2 separate regions of the Sus scrofa genome follow, and region 1 is linked to region 2. A link is a contact called in public promoter capture Hi-C data. All regions are on one chromosome and are shown on one strand. The core of a region is the stretch at or near the end of the contact, and the rest is flanking DNA. Distances in the headings are between cores, read along the strand shown. Region 1 holds the start of AP1M1 (adaptor related protein complex 1 mu 1 subunit). Region 2 holds the start of EPS15L1 (epidermal growth factor receptor substrate 15-like 1).

Evidence for each region. Promoter capture Hi-C pulls out the DNA fragments that hold promoters and counts their contacts.
Region 1: a promoter capture Hi-C map of liver shows a contact between it and region 2, with 2.5 times the contacts expected there. The contact joins the promoter of AP1M1 here to the promoter of EPS15L1 in region 2. A contact is called at or near these places in 1 of 5 promoter capture datasets (liver) and 1 of 2 datasets of contacts at active chromatin or transcription factors (alveolar macrophages).

Annotation. Positions count from the first base shown.
Region 1 is chr2:61,384,370-61,391,225 of Sscrofa11.1, reverse strand. AP1M1 (adaptor related protein complex 1 mu 1 subunit) reads left to right here and starts at 5,120. Exons shown (of 12, transcript NM_001243917.1): 1 at 5,120-5,292. The coding sequence starts at 5,251. It overlaps CIB3 (calcium and integrin-binding family member 3), which reads right to left and starts at 5,037. Exons shown (of 5, transcript XM_021083597.1): 1 at 4,852-5,037. The coding sequence starts at 4,907. It overlaps FAM32A (family with sequence similarity 32 member A), which reads left to right. Exons shown (of 4, transcript NM_001243887.1): 3 at 905-958; 4 at 1,254-2,598. The coding sequence ends at 1,322.
Region 2 is chr2:61,135,392-61,141,865 of Sscrofa11.1, reverse strand. It overlaps EPS15L1 (epidermal growth factor receptor substrate 15-like 1), which reads right to left and starts at 2,814. Exons shown (of 23, transcript XR_002341604.1): 1 at 2,713-2,814. CALR3 (calreticulin-3) reads right to left here. Exons shown (of 10, transcript XM_021083585.1): 10 at 5,806-5,844.

The DNA of each region.
Region 1 (6,856 bases), core at 3,871-6,370, 250 kb before region 2:
CACCATCACGTGTCTGGTGCCTCAGTGCTCCTCCCAGGGCCTCCCTCCCCACATGTCATCTCATTTTCCAGGTCCTTTCTTTCCAGCAAGGTCATCAGACTTCCTGCATGGTGGCTAGCTTCTAAGAACATAAAGCAAAAGCTTCTGGGCGTTCTTACAGCTTCAGCCTGGCACTGGCACTGCATTCTGTTAAGTAAACTGTGTCACAGGACCAATCCAGAGTCAGTGTAGGAGAGGACTGCACCAGGGCCCTCGGTTCATGGGCGGGGGGGCACCAACATGGGTTGGCCACAGTCAGCCAGATAGTAGGTATAGTGCCAGCTGTGGGCCCAGGTCTCTGCAGCTCTGCATCCATTGCTCTTAATTCATTCCTGTACCATTGGTATTGAGCATAAGAAGCAGGGCGGGCATGTGGTACAGGATGTAGATTCTAGAATCATACTCATTAAGGTGACCCGGATCTTGTAGCCCTCTTGGCACTGTGTACTGTCACTCTAGCACCTATTCTGTGTCGGGCCCTTTACCTTCCTCATTTCTCATCCTTCTTCAAACCCCATGTGAGACTTGATTTTTCTGCAAGCTGAGAAGGTAACCAGTTGTCCAAGGATGCAGGAAGCAAGCACATCTGTAGCTCTCAGTGGAGTCTCCTTGAGTCAGTGCTAGTACATTTCCTGCCACTTAGACCAAAGGGCAGCTGACTTGGGTTCCCAGTGGGATGTGTTATACCAAGGCATCCTTATTGGACCCTCTGGAGTGGAGTTGATGGAGGGGCAAACTGTATACCTGAGAATTCCAGCTGTTCTAAGTATGAGAGCCAGGCTGGCCAGGGCTCCTGTCTTCTATCTCGTGCTGGCTTTGGCTACATGAAGCATGTCATTTATCTCTATTTCTCTCCTCTTTTTAGCAAATGGAAAGGATCCTGAAGAAAGCATCCAAAACCCACAAGCAGAGAGTAGAGGTAAGTCACATGCTGGTGGGGGAGACTGAGCCCTGTAAGGACCAGCCTGGGCCCAGAGGCTGGGAGCCTAGCAGCAGAGTCATTGGAGTGTTGGCGGGGGAGTAGGGGATGGGGGCGGTTAACCCAACCTCCCCAGGGTCATTTAAAGGCATCCATAAGGCTTTAGTAGTGTGGCTTTGAGAGGCAGGGTTCCTTGAGGAGAGACCAGACATGAAGTGGGAGTGGGCAGTGCTGCATGTCTGTTGTGCCCTGCTTGGGTCTCTGCTGATGTGGGCTTTCTCCTCGGCTTTCCCAGGACTTCAACAGACACCTGGATACTCTCACAGAGCACTATGACATTCCGAAAGTCAGCTGGACGAAGTAGCCTCCCAGCCCGGGATATGGAATGGCATCAAGGGGAAGCAGAAGGCGGACTGGGGGCCATATTTGTGCCTTTGGTATTTTCTGGAAACATTATATTACACAAACCCTTGAGTTCTCTGCTGAGACAGTGCTTTTCAAAGCAGTGTGCCCTCATTCTGGAACTTGATTAAAGTCAGACTATCCTTTAACTCTATTTTGATTTCTCGGTAGCGTGTAGAAGAAAGAAACCTTTTTAGTTTGGACTGGAAATTTTTGAAAATTTATCCGGAGATTAAAGTTATTTCTGTGTAGGTGCCACGGGAAAGTGTTTTTACCCCGTGTTGCATCTAACTCTTGCCAGCCAGCCAGCCAGCTTTGCCTGGATGAAACAACCCCAGAGGACAAGGAGCTAATGCCAGCATGGCCTGCAGCACATAGACCCCTGCAGGACCCTACATGGGCTGCCCTTACAAGCTTCTTCTGGCTTGGGGCTTGTGCTCTCCTGTCCAAGGCCTGTTAAAGCCACTTGCAGCCTTGTGCCCTTCAGACTGCTTCCTCAACCACCTGGCCAGTGAGACAATGCAGCCTGGGAAACAGAACAACCACCTAAGGCAAGGATGGAAGATATGCCTTGTCCCTTTCTTTTTTTGTTGTTCTTGGGTTGGAGGGGCAGAGGGAGGGCAGGGGTGGGGGCAGTTGGCTATGGTATGCAGCAGCTTGACATGGGATCTCAATTCCCAGACTGGGGATTGAGCCCTGGCAGCAGCAGTGAAAGTGCTGAATCCTAACCACTAGGCCACCAGCGAACTCCCCAACTTGTGGCCAGCGTGTAGTCTCTTCTCCCAATATCCCCATTCCAGATGTATCTAGTGGGTGTTGCCATGGCAAACACCACCAAACCAGCACAGCATTCTTTGTAATGGGACCCAGACACAGCCTGCCTTCTCACCCTCAACCCTGGGCTCCAAGCAGCCCCCCTGTATTTATTCAGAGTTGGTACATAACATGTTTGGCATTCCTGGCCTAAGGACACCTCAGGGGTGATGGGAGCAAGGCAGAGCCCCAGCACAGACAGACATGGGGCAATTGAGAGGACCTAGTTTCCTGTGCTGGAGAGCCAGGATCTTTGAGAGCCTACATGTACCCATCAAAAGAGGATTAACCTGCAAATGTTCTCGGGGAGAAGTGTGTTGACATAGATGCTGAAAGCATTAACAAAGTCCCAGAGAAAAATACAGTGTTGGGTTTGGGACTGTCATATGTGAAATGCAGAATAAAGCAAAAAAACAGTTATTAAATAGATGTCTGAGTATCTTAATTACAAGCTGTTTGATTATCACTAGAAATGCTGCCTTTTGGACTATCACAAAGTATACATACTGCAAAGTGACTGTTCACCTTCAATTTGGAGAAGAGGTGACATGTGTTTCCAACTGCCTATTCACCCACCTCAAAATGGGGTGACTTAAAACAATAGGATTAGTCTCTCAGGATTCTTGGGTTGACCATGCTCAGCTGGATGGTTCTACCCCACGTAGTATAGTTCAGTTCATGTGTGAGCTATGCTGACTTGCCTGGGGCCAGAAGGTCCTCTAGAATCTCCCTTCACTGAAGTAACCTATTCCATTGGCTAACACAAGTCACATTGCCAAACCCACTCTGGGAGGGAACTGCACAAGAGCACGAACAGCAGGAGACGGTTTACTGAGGGCCATCACTGTTTCAGTCTACCACAATGGTCCTCAAAATATGTACGTTGGACTCTCCTGGGGTGCATTAATTACTGGGGCTGCCTGGGGTTGGGGTTCCATCACGGAGATTTTTCAGAGCTCCCCAAGTGACCCCACTGCACAGCAAAGTTTGAGAAGCACTGTCTACCACAGTAAATATGGTCTTTTCTGAGATGTTGCACAGGACAAATCTGGCTTATACATTAAATACAAAGGATGAAATTCAGATGTGATTCAAATTCCTCCACATGCACTGAAAAGGAAGTTACAAGTAATTTTTGTGTTGCGTGTTTATTGTGACAGTATTGGCATGTTGGAGTTTTTGTTTCCTCGAAAGACTTGTCCTCCCAGCTCCATCCTTGCCTTGATACTGCATTATACTGTATCTAAAATGCCCAGAGCAGGGACATAGTTTTTTGAGGGCATTAGTCCACTGTGGTCCCCTTTGCCTGGCAAAGCAATAGAGCTATTCTTTTTCTTTTTTCTTTTTTTTTTTGGGGGGGGGGGGAAGAATTTTTATTTACTTTTTGGCCATGCCCTTGGCATGTGGAAGTTCCCAGGCCAGGGATCAAACCCAAGCCACAGCAGTGACAATGCCAGATCCTTAACATGTTGTGCCACAAGGGAACTCCCAAAAGCTATTCTTTTCTATTTCACCCAAAACTCTGTCTCTGAGATTCACTTCTGCCTTGGTGCACAGAGGCCAAATATCAGCGTCGCTTACTTTTAAGTCAGTTAAAGAGAACTCATTTACAAGTTAATTTTTACATAAAGCAGAACCAGAGATGTCAGTGTTTCCACTTGAGTGGAAAAGCCCTTCTCCTTCCCCCCTCTTCCTTTTTTTTCCTTCAGTCTCAGGAGCTAAAATAAAGATGGTCTAGATAAGGTAAGTGCTCCTGAGAGCCATTGTAGAACATTTACATCTCACAGAGAGAAAAAAATAATAAAATGCCCAGAGCAAGTCTGAAAGGAAATCCTCCATAATGAGAGGGGTTACCGCTCCCATGTGGATTTCTTTATACTTTTTGGCATTTCCTGATTTCTTCAGTGCAATGTACAGTTTTGTAATTTAAGAAAAAAAAAGACACTTTTTTCCTAAAAACATAATTTGGGCAGAGTGAGGCTAGGTATAATCAGATTGCTTAAGAGACGGTGTCAAAAAGCTTCTCAGCTGCTTTATGCCCAGGATTCACTGGTAATCTTTAAAGGTTCTAGTTTTCTTCTCTGGATTTTCTTGCACTTACATCTCTACCTTAAGTAGAAGGTATATAACCACAAAGTTGCAAAAACTAACTCTCAAAACCCAAAATGGAGGCAGTAAGGAAGATAAAAGTAAGAGGCAGGCAGCCGGGGTAAATGGTTCTGATAGTGCAGGGCCTGGGGCCCAGGGCATTGTGATGGTTCACTGGGACAGAATGCAGCATTTCTCCAAAGGCCGAGTATTCATAAAAGCAAACAAGGTATAATTCAATTAGATGAATCAGGAGTCACAATTTGCATTACTCACAGTGACCACTACCTACAGAAATAAATCACCTTTTTGCCTAGGTTCAGTGAGGCGTGGTTTTCAGATCATTTCAGGCAATAAACTGCACGCTTGTTTACCAAATGTTAGCACTGACAGGTGACAGGAACTTACTGTTGATGAGGCTCGATTGCCATTCAGAGAGTTTGAGTTCTTTCCAAGTAACCACCACCTTATCCCTCCTTATAAAGTGTATCACAATTGGTGTCTATGTATTTGTTCCCCAGCCTTCCCCACCAAACTATGAGTTCCACATGGCTGGGCCCTCGGTGGGTTCCACCACCAGGATCTCTCACCTAGTTTGGCCCACCAAGTGGGATTTTCCAGCGACATGAGTTTTCCCAGCTGCCATTCGCCGTCCAACCAGGCAGCTAGAGAGTTGCTCTTCCGCCGTCCGCCCGGCTTGGCCCCGCCCCTCCCCGCCCCTCCCCGCCCCTCCCCTAAGAGCTTACTTCCGGGATACTTGAGGGAGGAGCGGAAAATAAGGCCTTATCGGGAATATTGCGCCTGCGCACATGGCGCCTTGCGCCTGCGCTTTGGCAGCGCGTCCACGGCCAGACCTAACGGTCCGCGCGCTACTCCCCGGGCCGGAAGTGGAGAGGAACTGTCTCGGGTGCGCCCGGCCTGGCTCACCGCCTGGCAGTCACCGCTGTCGCCGCCGCCTTCGGCCAGTGCCGAGGGTTTTTGCAGCCGCCATGTCCGCCAGTGCCGTCTACGTGCTGGACCTGAAGGGCAAGGTACTGATGGCTCCCCACCCTCGGTGTTGCCAGGCAACTGGCCGGGGCCTCGCCCCTGGGGACCCACCCTGTTGCTAGGTAGCCGGCCAATGGGAGCCTCCCTGGTCTTTGAAGCTTTGGCCTCACCTGAGGGCTCTACCCTGTTGGTAGGTAACCGAGAAGGTGTCTTCTGTCTGTGAGTCCTGCCTTGTTGCTAGGTAACGCGGTGGGCTGCGGCCGTTGCAAGGTAAACGCGTGCACGACCCCCATCCTCACCTCTGTGGGCAATGAGCTCCGGCCTCCGTGGGGGTCCCGGGGAACCCGAGGCCGCTAGGAGCGCGGGCCGCTGCCGGCATGTAAGCCAGGCCTGACGCCGCGGGGCTGGGCGACCCTTGACCGGAGGTGGTGAGGCGTGGCGGGGACACTGTGCCCTCAGGCCAGTCCCGCTCTCCGAGAGCTCGGAAGCTTCTGTTTATCCAGCGACTTTTCTGTAGCAGTCCTTGTAGGGGTTTCTTAACATTCATTGTAACATTGAGTTATAAGGGTTAGGTGAGGTGGGTGGTGGGAATGCTGTTTTACAGAGGGAGAAACTGAGGCACAGAGAGGAAATGCAACCTGCCTAAGGTCACACTGGTCAGTCACAGAGAAGTGGCAGGTCTGGGAGTGGAACCCAGAATCATTTGTTCATTCAGCTGGTATTTGGGGAATATCTACGAAGTGCTGGGCAGGGTGCTAACCTTTGGGTTGCCTTTGGAGAGCAAAATCAGAGTCTGTCCCTGTCCTTCTGGAGCTCACAATCTGATGGGCGAGAGGGACACTGATCTCAAAAAGCACAAATAAATATAAGTTGTGGAGCAGTGAGGATGTAATAGGAAAGTCCACCTCCGCTGGGGGTCAGGGAGGGCTTCCCAGGGGGAGTGACAAACCCAGCTGAGACATGATGGAGGAATTGGACATAACTAGAACCTCGGTGCTTTTCCCAGGGGTTTCAGGGAAAAGTTCTTAAAGGAGGGATTGCAAAGCTTTCAGAGGAGGCCTACTGTCTTCCCCCCAAGTCCATTCCTTCTAGAAGGCAACTGGCCTCTTTCATTGGGGAATAATAAGAAAAGACAGGACTAACAACATTAAAACAGGCCCCTCATGGATGAGTTAGTGGGTGCCAGGCCTAGGCGGAGGGAACAGGAGTAGCGCAGAAGCAGTAGGGAGTGAAGAGGTAAAGTGACTGTCCCTTGCCACCCCAGTCCCCACCCCCAGCACTTTCCCAGAGCCCCTTGAGTGGGTTGCCTGCCTTGGAGGCCACCCAAAGTCAACAGGCCCTGGGCCAGGCTTCCTTCCCCAGCCTTCTTAGAGGGCACAGGGCACACCAGGGACTGGGAGGGTGCAGTGTTCCCTGTGTCTTGGTAGCACATGTTCTTGTTTCTGCCATGGTCACCGTGTCCGCAGCAGTGCCGCAGACTGCCTGCTCACATCACTTGTTTCTTCAGCAAACATTTCATGAGCACCTCACATGCACCAAGTCCAGGGTTGACCTGAGGAGTTAGGGCTGAGCTCAAAACCTGTCTCTGCTGCTCAGCTACGTGACCTC
Region 2 (6,474 bases), core at 1,565-4,064:
CCACCCTCCACAAACCTACTGGCTACCTGCTTTACTCACTTTCAGCTGGCCATCCGTGTTCCAAGTATGCCCTACACCTCAATCCAACCAGATCACGGTATTCTACTCCAGCGGGCTCCCCACTGCCCCCAATCAGAAATTGTCCCGGAATTACAGTCATGCTCTCCCTGGAACTATCTGAGAATTCAGGGGAGGCCCTCAGCTTGGTGGGTCTCTGCCTCACCCCAGGATGAACAGGAACATATGGTGGAGCACTTCTCTTAACAGGTAAATGTTGACATAACTACTCAAGGAAGAAAATCTGGCCAGGCTATGATTCAACAAACACAGAGGAAAAGGAACAGGAAAAAGTATACCAGTCAGCGACTTCAACTTGTCAGAGACCAACTCTTACAACTCCTCCTTTGACTTCGCTCCCATTGCCAGGGCCCAGACCCCAGGCCACAGGTAGAGAAGAAAAGCCACCTGCCATGGTGCTGGGTGGTGCAACTCACTGGTCCCTGCTTCATGGGTTTACCTGACACCCCCGGGGTACTGAGCACAGAGTCAGGGATGCTGAGTAAGAGGCCTGTGCCTGGTCTAACAGGGGCACAGACACCTGTAGACCATGACTGGTGCTCATGGTGGTGTGGGGGAGACATACTGCTGAGGGGAGAGGGGCTACTTTTGACAGGTAACCAGCAAAGGTCTCTGGGAAGAGTGACATTTGCTCCGCCTCCTGCAGAGAGCCAGGCACTGGCAGCACCAAGGGAAGAAACAGGGAAGAGTGCTTCAGGAAGAAAGCACGACCCACAGGACATCACAAGGACAGAAAGAGCTTAGACCATGGGCGGAAGGACTAGAAAAGCCACAACTATGGCCACAGCGTGGGGGCAAAAGGCAGGAGAGGCTGGCAGCCGCCTGACCAGCAGGGATTCCTGGGGAGGGACTGGGATTTTATTTTAAAAGGTTCTAAGCGGTCAATCACATGATCTGATTCAGGTTTTCATACCTTACCTCACAGTACCAAATCACTGCCTTCCTCTAAAGCTAATCCTTCATCAGTAAAATAAGAACCCCCTCTCTTTGCTGTGTGGATAAGGGTGAACATGTTAGAACTCATTTAATAAACCCTAAAGCACTCAACGTTAGCAATTGTCATCAAACTTCAAATTAAAACAAGAGTCAAAACGTGGTAAGTTTTAAAAAACAGTAGCATTTCCTCATTAAATGAGCCTAAGTGAATTTCGCATCCCCCCCCCAACTGCACCAATTGGCTGTTAATACCCAACCTCTGGGGGGTACTGAACAGTTTAGAGAGTGCTTTCATATGTTACAAGAACTTGTTAATTAATAACTATCGGTCTTTAGCTTTTAATTTAGTAACAGTGTTACAAATTTGCTAGTTTTGGCAATATTTAGCAAGTAAGCAAGTCAGTCTCTTCCCATCAGCTGAGGCATCACATCAACCTGCAAGGGCTCTCCTGGGATTTGGCATTCTCACTGCTGTAATCTCTATTCCCAAATGTCCAAATCTGCCAGGGAATGAAATAATGATTATAATTAGAGGATCACTGAGTGCTTCCGATGTGCCAGGCACTGTTCTAAGCACTTTACATGCTTAATCTTCAAGTGATCCCGATATATTTATATATATATATATATATATATATATATATTTTTTTTTTTTTTTTTTCCCATTTTCCAAATGAGGTGGCTGAGGCATGGAGCGGTTAAGAGCTCTGTCCAAGGACACTTAGAGGAATAAGCCCTGGAGCCAAGATCTAAACACAAGATAATTGTGAGCCTGTGTTCCCATTCTTAATCTAAATGCTGTGCTAGATAATTCTAGCAAAGAGCATGTAATACGGTGTTCGGTACTACACAAGATATTCAGCAAATAAAGGCAGGATATAGGTAGCCTCCAGTTCCCACGAAAGTGTCACCTCCATGAGAGCAGCGACCTTGTTGGTCTGGATTACTGCTGCGCTCCCAGCACCTGGCCAGAGACACATCTGACGGGTGGATAAATGAATGAACGTCCCTCCCAGAAGGCAGGGCTGCCTGCGCATGGCTCTTTTTTTGCACGTCTGTGTCTCGCCACTGATACTGCCCCTTAGTAAGAGTGTGAGGCTGATCTGAGGGCACTGCAAGATGCCCAGAGACTTGCGACCCCCCAACCCCACCCCACTCCCAGCTTTCGCAGCGCAAAGGTGGAGGAAGCAGCTCCCAAAGGGAAAAAGAGATGAGTCTGGGATCGCACTGCTAGCGGGTCCTGGCTCTGGCGGGGCTCAGAACTCCACCGCGGAGAAGACATTGGCCACCCGGACGCTGGGACCGGGCAGGAGACAAAGACCCGCGGGGCCTCCGCACCCGCAGAAACGTTCGCTCCCCTAGCCCACCTCCCCGGGAGGCAGCCCAATGCTACCGTGCATCACCTGGCCTGGACGCTGCGGAGGAGGCCAGGCCCCAGGCGGAACAGACAAGCGCTGCGGCTCCATCAGCCGGGTCGCCGCCCGTAGAGGGTCGCTCGGGTGCGAGAGGCCGCAGGCGGGACCAGCCTGTCACCTTCAGGACCGCCCGCCCACTCGCCCGCCCTCTGCCGAGGCCCCTACAAAGCCCGAGCCGCCGCCGCCGCCCAGCTGGGCCTCTACGCGCTTCGGCTTCTCCGCGGTGTCTGCCTCGCGCCCCGCACAGCCGCGCCTCACCCCCGCCAGCCCGCCCGGTCCGTACCTGCTGGGAGAGAGGGATGAGCGGGGCCGCCATCTTCCCGCGGACTCGGGTTCCGAGCGCCGGGGGAAACGGGGCGGGGCCGCGCATGCGCTCTGGTGCGAGGGGCGGTGCGCGCGCAGCCGGGCCGGGGAGGGCGGGGCCAAAGGAGGGCGGTGCACGCTCAGTCGAGCAGTGAAGGGGTGGGGATGGAGGGTGGGGCCGCGCGCTTTGCCCCAGCTGGAGGGGGCGGGGCCTGGGAGGCCCGCGGGCCAGGGGACCCCTGAGGAGTACTCTCTGTGCTCCTTCACCCCCTTTCTCCTGGATTCTTGGCTAGTTAGCCACAGTCTCTCCCCTCTCCAGTTCTTTGCCGATTGCGCTCTCTTCTAGGTATTTCCCACTGCCATGCGCCTGGCGAAGCCCTGGTAGTCGCCCATTCGGCAGAGGGTCGGGACCCTCGCACTGTCCAACGAGGCGCCTCGTTCCTAGGATAGCTGGGGGAAGGTATCTGCGTATGTTACAATATGGGTCTGCCCCCTTAGGGCTTCGGCTAAACTAGATTGCAGTATTTTAACCTCTCTGTGCTGCAGCAGCACCCTGGACGCCTAGGATTATTTCCCAGCTGCCACTTCGTAGTTGTGTGACCTTGGAAGTCATTTAAGTAGTCTCCCTGCATCCCCAGTCCCCTCTTTTGAAAAGAGAGAATGGTAATATATGTTGGCTCTTGTTGCACCTCTATGCCTCACACTATGCCCTGCACAGGGCAAGCACCTGAGTTTGCTGGAGAACACCAATGGAGAGGATTTATTTGCTTAGACATGTTTAGCCTTTCTTTGCTGCAGACATCCACTCATCTGTGGCTGGTTTCCACTAAAAGAATGAGGAAAGAATGTTCCGCTGGGTAGCTAGCCATTGTGTCACAAGGTTTCTTTAGCACAAGTCAGCTTCCCCTTACCTGGTCTCTCCTGTGATGGTGGCACAGTAAATCTGGGTGGGCACCTTTTCTCAGGTGGGCAAGCTGGAAGGCTGTATGATCTTGGGATGGTGGGGGCACAGCTTCTTATTCCCCTCCATTCTGGAGTCTCACAAGCTACTTGCTCCAGTATCTTCAGCAACTTGGTGTACCTCATGCCTTTCAGATGAGCACAGTGTGCTTTGTAATTCATTCAACAGCTATTCACTGTCAAATGCTCACTAAGCACCTCTGGCCTCAGCACAGGGGCTCCATTGCTGGGCCAGGCAGAGCTGGTCTCACCCTGGAGCTGCCCAGGTGGTTCATTAAACAGACTGGCTTCCGATTCTGATTTACAGATCTGGATAGGGCCTAGGATATTTGCATTCCTAACAAATCCCCAGGAGATGCTGCTGGTCCCAAGCCCCACATTGTGAGAACCACTGGTCTAGAGGAAAGAAACAGACATCAAATAATCACATGAGGAAACAGATGACTATAAATAGTGATGAGTGCTACAGAGTAGTCCAAAGGAGTGACACTTGAAGGTTGAGGGTGCATGCAGTGACAGAGAGGGCTGAGGACCATCACAAGCAGAAAGAGATAAGGTGTGGTGAGAGTTCCACCTGGCCTGCAGCAGAGTGGCCTGGGATTACCTCTCCCCCAGACAGGGTTGTGGTCTGTGCAAGTGGGTTGGAGAAGGAATTTCCAGCAGGGCAGGTGAAGAGAAAGAAGGCTTTATTGAGATAACAGACAATGCAAGTGCAGCGGGACAACTTCCTAATGGTCAGGGAGAGCCGACCCCAAAGAGAAAGAAGAGTTTGAGAGCTTGAGCAGAGCTTGAGCGTGGGTTCACATAAAGGCAGCTGACCTTGGCCAAGTTCCTTACCCTCTCTTCCTCTACATCCCTGTTTCTGAAATGGAGATGAGGGCACAGATTGATGATATAGGCAGAGATAAATGGGTGATGGTGCCTAGAATAAATAATGCCTGGTGCATAGTAGCACTGTGTGTTCTTATTATGTGGTGGTTTACGTTGATAATGGTCATGATTGAGTCTGAACCACCCCTGCCCTCCAGGCCTCATCCCTGCTGCCATTTTCTCAGCACAGGTGCCAGGTGGGACCATTTCTCCAGGCTGTCACAGGCTGAGTGGAAACAACCATCACCCAGACTGAGTTGAGAGTCCTGTTGTTTATGGATTCTCCAGAAGATTCTGGGTGTTTGGCAGAAATACACAGTGTTGTGGTCTGTCTTTATAACCCAGGGAGAAAGAAGGGGTCTTACAGTATACCTGCTGACCTGCTGATAGGTTAGTGGCACATAAAGCCCCTAGAGGGGCAGGGTGAGGAGTGTCCACATACCTTTCATGGTAGGGGGTAGGAAGGAGTAGGCCAGGTTGTTCAAGGTGGGGGAAGGGGCATTACAAAGAGAAGGGTGGGGTGATGAATAGGGTCTGGTAATTCTTGTCTTGGCCAGAGGCTTTGCGCTGTATCTCCTTGAAGAGACCTTGAAGTCCGACAGGCAATGATCAACTATCCTGGGGCCTCTTTCACCAGAGTCTAGAGCTGCACCGCCCAACACAGTGGCCACTTGCCACATATGGCTATGTAAGTTTAAAAAATTTAAATTAATTAAATAAAATTTAAAATGTTTTCCTCCATAGAAGGTACAACACCAAGAGCAAACCCTAATGTAAAGTACGAACTCTGGGTGATAATCATTTATTCCGTGTAGGTGCACCAATTGTGACAAATGTACCACCACCCTATGGGATGTCGTTGGGAAGGAAGGCTGTGCAGGTGTGGGAACAGGTGGTGTAGGAGAACTCTTTCTACTTTCTGCTTAGTTTTGCTATGAACCTAAAACTGCTCTAGACAATGAAGTGTATTCATTTTTTTAAAAATGTATTCCTCAGTCCCACCAGCCACATTTCAAGGGCTCACATGTGCTGGTGGCTACTGTATTGACCAATACAGATGAGGACCATCTCCATCTTCACAGGAAGTTCTCCAGGGCATTGCTGCTCCAGAAGATGAGTTCTGCATGGTCTGAGCTAGTCCGACCTATCTTTTTTTTTTTTTTTAACTTTCCCTTTTTTGGCTGTACTCGCAGCATATGGAAGTTCCCAAGCTGGGAATCAAACCAGCATCACCCCAGAGACAATGCCAGATCCTTAATCCACTGCACCACAGCAGGAACTCCTTTTTTTAAAAAAAAAATAAAATAAAATACAGTTGATTTACAATGTTGTGGTAGTTTCTGTTGTACAGTACATTAATTCAGTTATATATTTTTTTTCAATTACAATTACAAGATATTGAATATAGTTCCCTGCGATATACAGTGGTACCTTGTTACTTATCTATTTTATATATAGTAGTGTGTTAATCCCAAACTCCTAATTTTTCCCTTCCCCACCCCCTCTTTCTCCTTTAGTAACCATAAGTTTGTTTTCCATGTCTGTGAGTAGCCTGACCCATCTTTGGACAATTGTTTCTGGCATTTTCTCTTGAGGTCTAGCATTGCTTCTTCCCTCATCAATTTCTCACCTTATTCAGAGATTAAAGAGATGCGGGGTGTTTGAATCCCACCCCTGCACTTCCAGGGACTGAGTCTTTATAGTTTCTGAGATTCATAACCCCTAACAAACTGGGAAGACCCATGTGACCATCAGCCAAAAAAGTTCAAGGCTGAGGTCTGCCAACTTTGACCAAAGCCAGGACAAAGCTTGCCAGACCTTCACTTCCTGGCCAGACTTTTCACCCTGATCATCTATCAATATATATGTAATTTCCAATTTTATTTGGCTTATTTATAATATCACTAAATTG